2 separate regions of the Mus musculus genome follow, and region 1 is linked to region 2. The links are chromatin contacts, called in public Hi-C maps. All regions are on one chromosome and are shown on one strand. Each heading gives the region's core, a stretch centred on a gene start, on an enhancer-like site or on the middle of the called end of the contact. The rest is flanking DNA. Distances are from core to core; before and after follow the strand shown.

Evidence for each region. A called contact is a pair of places that touch in the nucleus more often than the background predicts.
Region 1: a contact with region 2 is called in a Hi-C map of myocytes, with 2.5 times the contacts expected there. The contact joins two enhancer-like sites. A contact is called at or near these places in 6 of 484 Hi-C or Micro-C datasets (the G1E-ER4 cell line, cortical neurons, liver and 3 more), 3 of 115 datasets of contacts at active chromatin or transcription factors (embryonic stem cells and stem cell-derived neural progenitor cells) and 2 of 9 other capture datasets (adipose tissue and liver).

Annotation. Positions count from the first base shown.
Region 1 is chr11:6,116,341-6,120,811 of GRCm38.p6, reverse strand. The region is part of intron 4 of Nudcd3 (NudC domain containing 3); the gene reads left to right. Among named protein-coding and RNA genes, the nearest start is that of Gm46269, 30 kb to the right of the region's middle. Within about 2 kb of position 1,406, at least 52 of the 459 cell types and tissues checked have an H3K27ac peak or open chromatin away from gene starts, as enhancers often do. A contact at or near this core is called in myocytes and neural progenitor cells, where this site is marked.
Region 2 is chr11:6,034,926-6,039,631 of GRCm38.p6, reverse strand. All of the region lies in intron 1 of Camk2b (calcium/calmodulin-dependent protein kinase II, beta), which reads left to right. Among named protein-coding and RNA genes, the nearest start is that of Camk2b, 28 kb to the left of the region's middle. Within about 2 kb of position 2,256, at least 22 of the 459 cell types and tissues checked have an H3K27ac peak or open chromatin away from gene starts, as enhancers often do. A contact at or near this core is called in myocytes and neural progenitor cells, where this site is marked.

The DNA.
Region 1 (4,471 bases), core at 157-2,656, 82 kb before region 2:
GATGTAAAATCAGCCGTGGCAACGGCACCAGCTACTTTTCCTGACTCTCCGTTCGGTTCCAGAAGCGAGGCACTGAGCTTGTGCATTGGCCTCGTTTTTTCCTCCCTGTGGAGAGCTGGCAAGCTGACTGCCCTCTGCATTGCGTGGGTAGCTGTAGGCAGGCGGCATGCTCTGCTTCAGGGACTATTGGACATGGCTGTGTTGCAAAGGTAGTTGGATCTGCCTGAGCAGTGAATGCCATTCCACGCATCTTCATGTACTGACATCTCACACACAAACTACTTAGCATTGTTCAGATAGCACTAGAATATTTTCTGAAGAAACAGATGTTGGAATTCCGGCTTTAAAGCTTACTTCACTGTATTTATTTATGTGGTTTTGTTTTTTCTTTTTTTTCTTTTTAGCCCTGTGAGTATTTTTATATAAGCTGTACCTCCCTGACTGTATTGAGATGATTTCCTGAAGTTATTTCTCAAAAAGTGGAACCCCAGGATAATTGCTCTGTGGCTGTCCCCGAAGGGCGCATCATTTCTAAGTGGCACTAGTGCTGCGTCAGCAGCGACACCCCTTGTCTCCCAGGACTACTTAATGTTCCTTGCCAGTTTGTCTGGGCATCTCCAGTTTTCTTTTAAGGATGAAAGGGTCCGTTGTTGGCCTTCTCTGAGTTGCAAGCCACTTTTCCTGATGTGACAACATTTCCTGGCCTATGAAGATGTCCTTGCAGGTCACTTACTGATCATGTTCATTAATCCAGAATGGAAACTACAAATTAAATTATTTTAGCATTTTGGCAAGCGCCCCAAACCTTGGTTTTATACATACTGGAATGTGAGCCCTTATACCTGTAGTGTAATGCTATCTCCAGGCTGAGGCTTGGAGATCACGCAGAAGGCAGTGACCTAAGACTGCTTGTTCCAAATGAAAGCAGGACTATGCTGAACAGTGGATGGGCCCTCAGCACCTCCTCCTGTATAGTAGGAAGAAAGTGGCACATAGCTTTGTATCATTGTGTTGTCCCCACTCTGCAAGTATAGCTGTATTCTGCCTCCCTGGGTGAGATCCATGGCTGTATCCTGTCTGACCTATGCAGCGTCTTAGTTTTTGTTTTAATTTCTTAAGCTCAGAAAGGCAGTTGATGACATTGAAAATCAGGAGACTGCTTATATCGAGCTGGCTTGCAGCATACCCATAGGAGTCAGGCTGCCCACATCTCTCCACAGTGGGTGTCGAGCTGAGCAGGTGCCCCCGCCATGCTGTCATCTCACCCCATTATCTGCCCTTGTTCCAAGGTGCCTTCCTGGAAGGAACGTCCCACAACATTCCCGTTGGCCCAAACTCAATCCCACGGGCAGCTGCGAGGAGTAAAGCCATCCTCACTGGGCACAGTGCTTCCCTGAATAGAAATGAGGTTCCGTTACTAAGGAAGGAAAGGGATAGAAATGCTGGTGAGTCATCGGCACAGATCGGGGGATGCTGAGGTAAGTTTATTCACACCGAGGGTGAAGTTTTTCTGCGAGGACATTTTGGGAGCACTGTTCAGTCAGTGACAATCTGGGGTCCCTCTGGGAAATTATTGTGTTCTGGGACCAGGCAGGTAAAGGAGGACCTGGAAAATGAGAGTGCATCCAGGAAATGGTGAGGTCACAGTGACCTTGGAAAGGGCCACCTCATTTTGCCCCAACGGTTCAGAGTGACTTTCTAAGCCACTGAGAAAGGTGGTGGCCAGGAGGCAGCAAGCAGTTTCCTTGAACAGAAGGTGCTGTCTTTAGCAGTGCCCATGCCCTGTCAGTAAGGAGAGGTCAGTGGGAGATGGGACCTCACAGGGTCCTAAGAGCTTGATGCTTATGTGTTAATGTGACAGTGTGGGAAGGCCTGGAATGAGAGGGAATGTTCTTGCAAGATACCTGCAGGTGGGCCACATACACACCTGGGTTCCTCAGGAGACACTAGACAGGGTCCTTAGCGAAGTAGAGAGGACCAGGGAAGCAGGCCAGGCTGCTACTTGAGAAGACTTACTTAGTCTTAGAAAGTAAGTCAGGGTACAGGGCCAACACAGTGGTCCTTACTCTTAAATGATTCAGAAAAAAGCATTATTTATTATGTTTTATGCAAACACATACAGAGTAGGACAGTTGCTAAATGCCTGTGTGGCTCTCTGTACTTTCAGCAATGTGTAAATTTGAAGTTTTTTGCAAATAAGAAATGAGTAGTGTTACAAACATACAAGGAAACTCAGCATCACTAGGGAAATAAAGTCAAAATTACAGTGAGATGCCTTGTATACCTGTGAGAGTGGCTGCCAAGAAGCCCATAGTGCTCAATTTGGAGGAGCTGTGGGACCCTGAACGCCTCACTGCTACTATGAGTGCCAGGTGGTGGACATAGCCAGTGTGCCCACATTGCAGCCCTAATGACCTGCTCTGTGCTCCCAAGAGGAGGAAACGCACACATCTTTACAACAGCTTCCTACCCAACCACCAAACCCTAGGAACACCTACACGGCCATGGACAGATAGTGATCACCTACATCATGGGATAGTCTTGCCAAGCATCATAGCCCACAGGATCCAGAAAGGAAGCGTGTATACAAGCCCACAAGCTGTGGTGTTCAGGGGAAGACATCCTGGACCTGGACAAGCTGGATGGCAAGATGAGCAATGCAAAATGAAGTGGAGGGAAGGCCTGGGTGTGGGTGGGTTGTAGTGGAGGCTGGAGGAGACTAAATTGCAACAGGGTGAGTTTTACTGTGTGCAAACTACACCTCCTCAAGTCTGACTTGTTACAAAGTAACAAAATGTTAAAACAAAAACAGCTAATTTAAGCAAACCATGGGACTACTTTTGCCAGGGTGTGGTCTTTAGCCAGGAACCCTTGAAATCTCTTCCATGAGCATTTTTCCTCTGTTCTCACACAACTCAGATTCTGTCTTCAGTATCAAGAATACCCTACCCTACCCTCGGAGACCTGAGTGTATTCTAACCACTTTAAGTAGTTTATTTGGAAGATTAAGTGCCCAAAGTGTCTTACCTGAGTTCCCTAGGGGTATTACTCCAAGGAAGTCAGTGATGCTCAGAAGAACGTGTCAGCTAAGACTTCTGGGACATGAAGGTATTTAAAAAGTCAAGGCTAGGTCCTGGCTGTGAGGGTAAGGAGCCAGACAGCACAGCACATGAAATGCTTCAAGGAAGCTTTGTGGCAAACAAAGGAGGCCAGGCCAAGGTAGGGGAAGATACTCATGAGCCGTCACTAACACTGCAGCCTCACTTAACCCTTGACTGCCCACTCAGAATAGTCACAGAAGCTTTGGAAATGACAGAACCTTTGGTATGGTCTCCTGCCCCAGATTCAAGAGCATCCTGAACCTTAGGGCAGAGGTCACTGAGAAAAATACTGAACCATGTATACTTGTGTATAGCCAGGCAAAAGAATAACAAGCTACGGCACCCTCGAAAATGGCTATGACAAAAACAAAACAACAACAACAAAACTAAATATCCATGAGGGAGTAGAGGGCTGGATCCTTTCCTTGTGCAGTACCAGGATGTGGAAGGAGTCCAGCTCCAGTGGGAAACGATTTGGTGCTTTCTTGAGACCTAAAGTACCATGTGAGCCAGCAATTCCATTCCTAGGTAAATACCAAAGGAAGGGAAAACAGAAACCCTTGCACATAGCAGCATTATTCACATAGCCAAAAGGGGGAGAATGGATAACAGGCTGTGGTTAATTCATCCAGTGGAATGCTCCTCAGCATGGAGAGGAATGAAGTTCTGATATGTGCCACAACACTGATGACCTTCAAAAACCTTATAATAAGTGAAAGGAGCCAACACAGAGCAATGTAAGGTTTCACTTGTGTGAAATCCAATGAGACAAAAGCATCAGTAATTGTGCCGGAGGTGTCAGGGAAGATATTTAGGAGATTTTATTATGGTAAGATGAAGAGTAATTACATCTGGCTATAGGGCTTCTTTTTGGAGTGATGTTTCAGGATACATATGTGGTTAGTTGCATACCATCATGGGTGTACCAATTGCCATTGAACTGTTGACTTTTGAAAAAAAAAGTGTTATGTAATTTCACAATAAAAAATTGTTTTAAAAATAAGGTGGCTGACATCTTTTACCAGCATAAACGAGTGATGCATTTTGGTGTTACTTGGTGATATGATATGGCTGAACCCATGCTGTCTGTACAACAGCCCTCAACTGCTCCAGTTAGGTAGTTGACATGCATACCTGACTGAGGAATGTGTGTGTTTTAGTTATAGATACTTTAAAAGCTGGTTGTTGTGGTGGTGCATGCCTTTAATCCTAGTTCTCAGGGACAGGATAATCATGGAATTATGAATTCAATGCCAGCCTTAAGCAGGTCTCAAAAGGGGATGTGGGGTGGGGTGGGGACTGAAGGGCTTGGGAGATGGTGTAGTGGGCGAGAACACTTGCTTTGTAAGCATGATGACCACACTTGTGCT
Region 2 (4,706 bases), core at 1,007-3,506:
GGAGAGAAAGAGGAAGGAGGAGGGACAAAATGGAACCAGTATATAAATGCTCATTAGGCCAGAGCAGGCAGAGATGGGAAGACAAAAGGAAGCAGGGAAAGGGAAAAGAGAGAAAACAGTAGCTGATGTGATAGCTAAGAACCCCGCCCTGCTCCTTAGATGCATGCGTTTGGATACTGCCCTGCTCCTTAGATGCATGCATTCGGATCCTGCTCTGCTGTCATTCCAGTGTTTCTTGTTGTGTCTGTTTGTTTGTTTGTTTGTTTCTCCCTTCCTTCCCTGTATCACAGGTCCTGGGCAGTTTCCTTCGAATGTCTCAGTTCTGTTGTTTGCCCTCAATGCTTCTCCAGCTCCCTTCTCCTTTCTTCAGCCCCACCCAGTGTGCTTTTGAGCTCCTGCAAGGCATCCTTTCTTTCTGCCCTGGTCTTTGATTTGCCTCATTGTTTCCCATTCTCCCTCAGAATTTCCATTTCTCTGATCACATTGCCCATCTGCTCCTGCGTGCATTCCAGTCTTCCCATTAGCGCCTTTAACATGTTGATCATGGTTGTTTCCAGCTCCCGATCTGCCAGTTTCAGCATCTCCCTGCCACATGGGAGCTTGCCTGCTCCGTGTCTTTTTGTCCTTTTGTTTAATTAGTAGGTTTTGGTCGACAGTCAGACATAATATAAAGGCGACAACTCTGGTAGACAGGTGTCCAGTGGTTCGGGAACTGCTGTTGGGGAGAGAGCTCTGTCAGCCCGTGCTCAGTTCTCAGCATCCAGGCTGTGACTTCACACCTGCTTTTTCTTCCCTCCCTTCCCTGTTATACATTACAGGACGGCTAGAAGGGGTTGGGGTTAGGTTTGGCTTTAGTTAGTCAGCATCCTGGGTGGCAGGCTTTGTTAAGAGGAACAGGATACTCAAATGTATTTAAAATGATTGCCTACCCACTCCCATTGCCTGATGCCCCAGAGACCGATCCCCTGATTTCCCTGTGGGAGCTGCTGGGGCTCCTGGCGGTTAGACTTACAAAAGGGTGAGTGTATGCCGTCAAGACTGGCCAGCCCACATCGAGCTTCCAGGACCAGGTGAGTGGGTTCCGATCCCAGCACTGACTCCCAGAGCCTGTGCTCTGCTAAGGTATAGTGTGACAGCAATTTGCCTGTGACCTCAGCTCCCCGGTGGATCTAGGAAGAGTTCATGACCTTTGTTTAACATGTTCAGCCTTGCGTGTGAAGAGAGGAGGGAGAGCGCTAAGCTTTTCATCCTGGACCAGAGAATGCCCCAGCTTTGCTTTCCACCTTGGCTCTTTAAACAAATCAAACCCACCAAGAACCTATCGGAAACTTATTTTATTTACCCAGGTCTGTCTCATTCAAAGCCGTATTCTTTCAATGCTTTCCTTGATATCTCCGAGTTTGGGGTGAGGAACCTTGATCTTTTCCCCTTGACATCCCCTGTTCCAAGTATATCTACTGGGGTCAATCCGTTATTCATGTCTGCTGAGCCCTAGCTGCAGGCTCTCTCCTCTACCTGCATCTGACCTTGCTGCCGCCTGGCTGCCTCTGTACTGGAGAGGGGATAGATTACTTCTGTGGTCCAAGGATCGGCCGTGCTGGAGCCGGGAGAGGCCAGTACCTGCTAGGCTTACCTTAGGAATTTATTAATATGCTGTATGAGTCTCAGATGATTCATGGTCAGGGTGCCAGGGAGATGAGCAAGCCAGCCTTGTGTGACCTTTTCAGCTGGTATGTGCTTCCTGGTACATTATGGGGGAGGATTGGGAAAATGGGGAATGGGCCAAGATTGGGGAGATTATCCTAGAGTCTACAGCAGAAAAGGGTATTCGGCAGGTCTGAGCTGCCTGAGACCACCCTACCCTTGTTCCCAGGGCCCTTTACTGTGGAAAAACCGGTTGCCGAGTTGAGGGCAGATTTCCAGATTGTCTGGTGCCTGCGTGGAGGGAGGAAGAGAGGGGCAGGAGATAGTATTCGGTCATGTTGAAAAGTAAAGGACCAGCCTGTTGACCTGTGGGTCTTTCCAAACCAGAGATCACATGACATACAGCCCTCCGTGTCCTCCTAGGGTCAGCAGACATTGCTGCTCAACCACCCAGCATCCAGACAGCTGTGTCCCAGGGTGCTATTCCTGCCCCACAGTTGTCACTTCTGCAGCCAATCCTTGGCTTGTTGCTGGGACGGGAGAGTCAGCAGCCAGTGCCTGCTGATGGGACGATCCATCTCATATCCCTGCTTCTGCCCGAGCATGCCCCTCTCAGCTGTCCATCCCACTGGCAGCAGCCCAGGATGCTGTGGCCCTGTTCCCACCTCCTGACTTGTCCCCGTGTGGGAAGAGACGGAAGTGTCCTGTGTGGGCCTGTGACACTAGCAGCTTTGGTGGGAATGAGGAGGAGCCAAGAAGAGACGTGGGAGCCCCAGCTCCTGTCACATACATCAGATGGGGGTCTCGTTATTAGGGGCGCTGGGCAAGAAGAACATGGAGCAGCTCTCCTGGGAGGGCGAGGAGCTCCCAAGAGCCTGCTAGAGTACCACCCAGGCACATGGATCTTGCTGCCTCGAGACCCCCAGGACAACCACAGACCAGGATAACTAGACAGTCCAGCTACGGCAGGGAGGGGTTAGACTGAGAAGTGCTACAGCCTGTGAGACCGAGCTTTTAATACAGGTTCATGAGAGCAGGTCATGGAGGGTCATCACCAGAATAAAGACATCCTGCGCCCACAGCACTTGAAGTCATGAGGTGACATAAACGGGCTCCTGTGTACAACCATTGGCGCACATGTAAGCTTTGCCAGGCAACAGGCCTGCTCTGATCACAGAAAGCCACATGTGTCCCCTTAGCCTAATCCTACCCAGTTGAGAATTCAGAGAGAAGCCGGGTACCCTGCTAGGGATTTCTCCATCTGAGATGTGCTCACAGAGCCTCCAAGGGCAGCAGCTGTGGGCTGGGGTGAAGTCAAGGAATCTGGGTGTGTGTTTTGATGGATGACATAGTCACCCTTCCTTCAGAAGCTTCTGCTATGGGCTTCTGTGGGTCACACGGAGTTCCAGCCATAGTCAGTGTTCCTTCCTCAAAATGTTTGGTTCTCTTGGAGCCTTTTTTGAATGAAGATTTCTGTAGCAAATATGTTAGGAGAAAGCCGCTTTCCTGGGAGACTCACCGGGCTGATGGCTAAACAAAAGAACCTGAAAGTCCTACACACACACACACACACACACACACACAAAGAATGTTCCATTTCATACCCACACCATATATCCACATGCACACACAAACAAACACAAAATAAGTAAGATGAAAAATTAAAAATACAGTTGGGCATAGTAGTACATGTCTTTGATCCCACCAATTGGGAGTCAGAGGCAGGCAGAGCTCTAAGTTCAAGGCCAGCCTGGTCTACAAAGCAAGTTCCAGGACAGCCAGGGCTACATACAGAAACCGTGTCTCAAAAAACCCAAAGCTGTAACTAAATAAAAAACGTAAAAAGTAAATAGGGGCAGTTGCACATGTTGTTAGGTTTAGAATGGAGTCATACCACGTCATGGAAACAAGGGAATTGGTCACACAGCTAATCAGGCATGTGACCACTCAGGCATGGATCAGGGTGATCCATCTACATGCCAAGAAACAGATGCCTCACTACAGAGCAGGGGAGGGCATCAGAGACCCAGGAAAGACCAGGGCTAGAGGGCCTAGCAGCTGGAGCATGGCTGACTGTTGTTAAGGTCATAAATTAATGTAAGAACACCCAATGATTTGCATTTGGAAATAAATACTGTGGAAATAACCAAACTGCTCACAGCAGGTCATTCAAGAGATGGCAAACTGGAAGCAAGCCCTTCAGTTGCCAAAAGAGAAGTTCTTGGCTGTCAGATGAGGGGAGCTCTCCACAGCTTGAGGGACTCTTGCCAAAGTGTGAGCATGATGTGTGAGGTGGAGCCCGTGGAAAAGACAAAAGCCAATAAAGGACTTGCCGAGGAGCCACGGCTGGTGCCTGGAGACCACTTGGAATTTGTGTGTATGCAGGCAGAATGCAGTGCTGTCCTTCAGTGAGAAGGGTCCCACCTCAAGCCCAGTGCTCAGAATCCAAGACATCTGGATGCTAGGCAGGGCTGGGCAGACAGCCTGGGAGCTTAGCTTGCCCTCTAGCCATCTGTGGGTGGTCCTGGACAGCAAGCACTTCTCTGTGAGGACTTAGCTTCTGTCACAGCTGGAATGTCCTCCTCACCTGCTCCAGGGCCATCGAACCAGTGGATGGAGGTTCACTACTGGAAGTCATGGTCAGGGTGTCACACAGCAAACAATGCTCACAGGTCAGATCGTGCTGTGGAAGATGTGCCCAAGGCATGTGGAATACTGATGGGGACAGGGAGCAGAAGGATAGACAAGCCACTCTTGTGTAACAGGAAGTCTCCACAGGGTGTAGAGCCACACCTGCATAGGCAATGTGCAGGTTAGGAAGGTCACAGTGACTCCAGTGTATTCTTAATGACCTTGGCTATTCTGTCGCAGATATTGTAATCATAATGATAACAGTACAAAAGCAATTCCTGCTAGTGATAGGTGGATAGATGGGTTCTGTCTGCATTGTTGCTTAGAAGTTGAAAAACACATAAAAAGAAAAATCTTGTGGTAACATCAACACTCTGTTCCAAGCAGAGGTTAGTGTGTCCAGAAAATTGTTTAGGTCAGCATTAAAATAG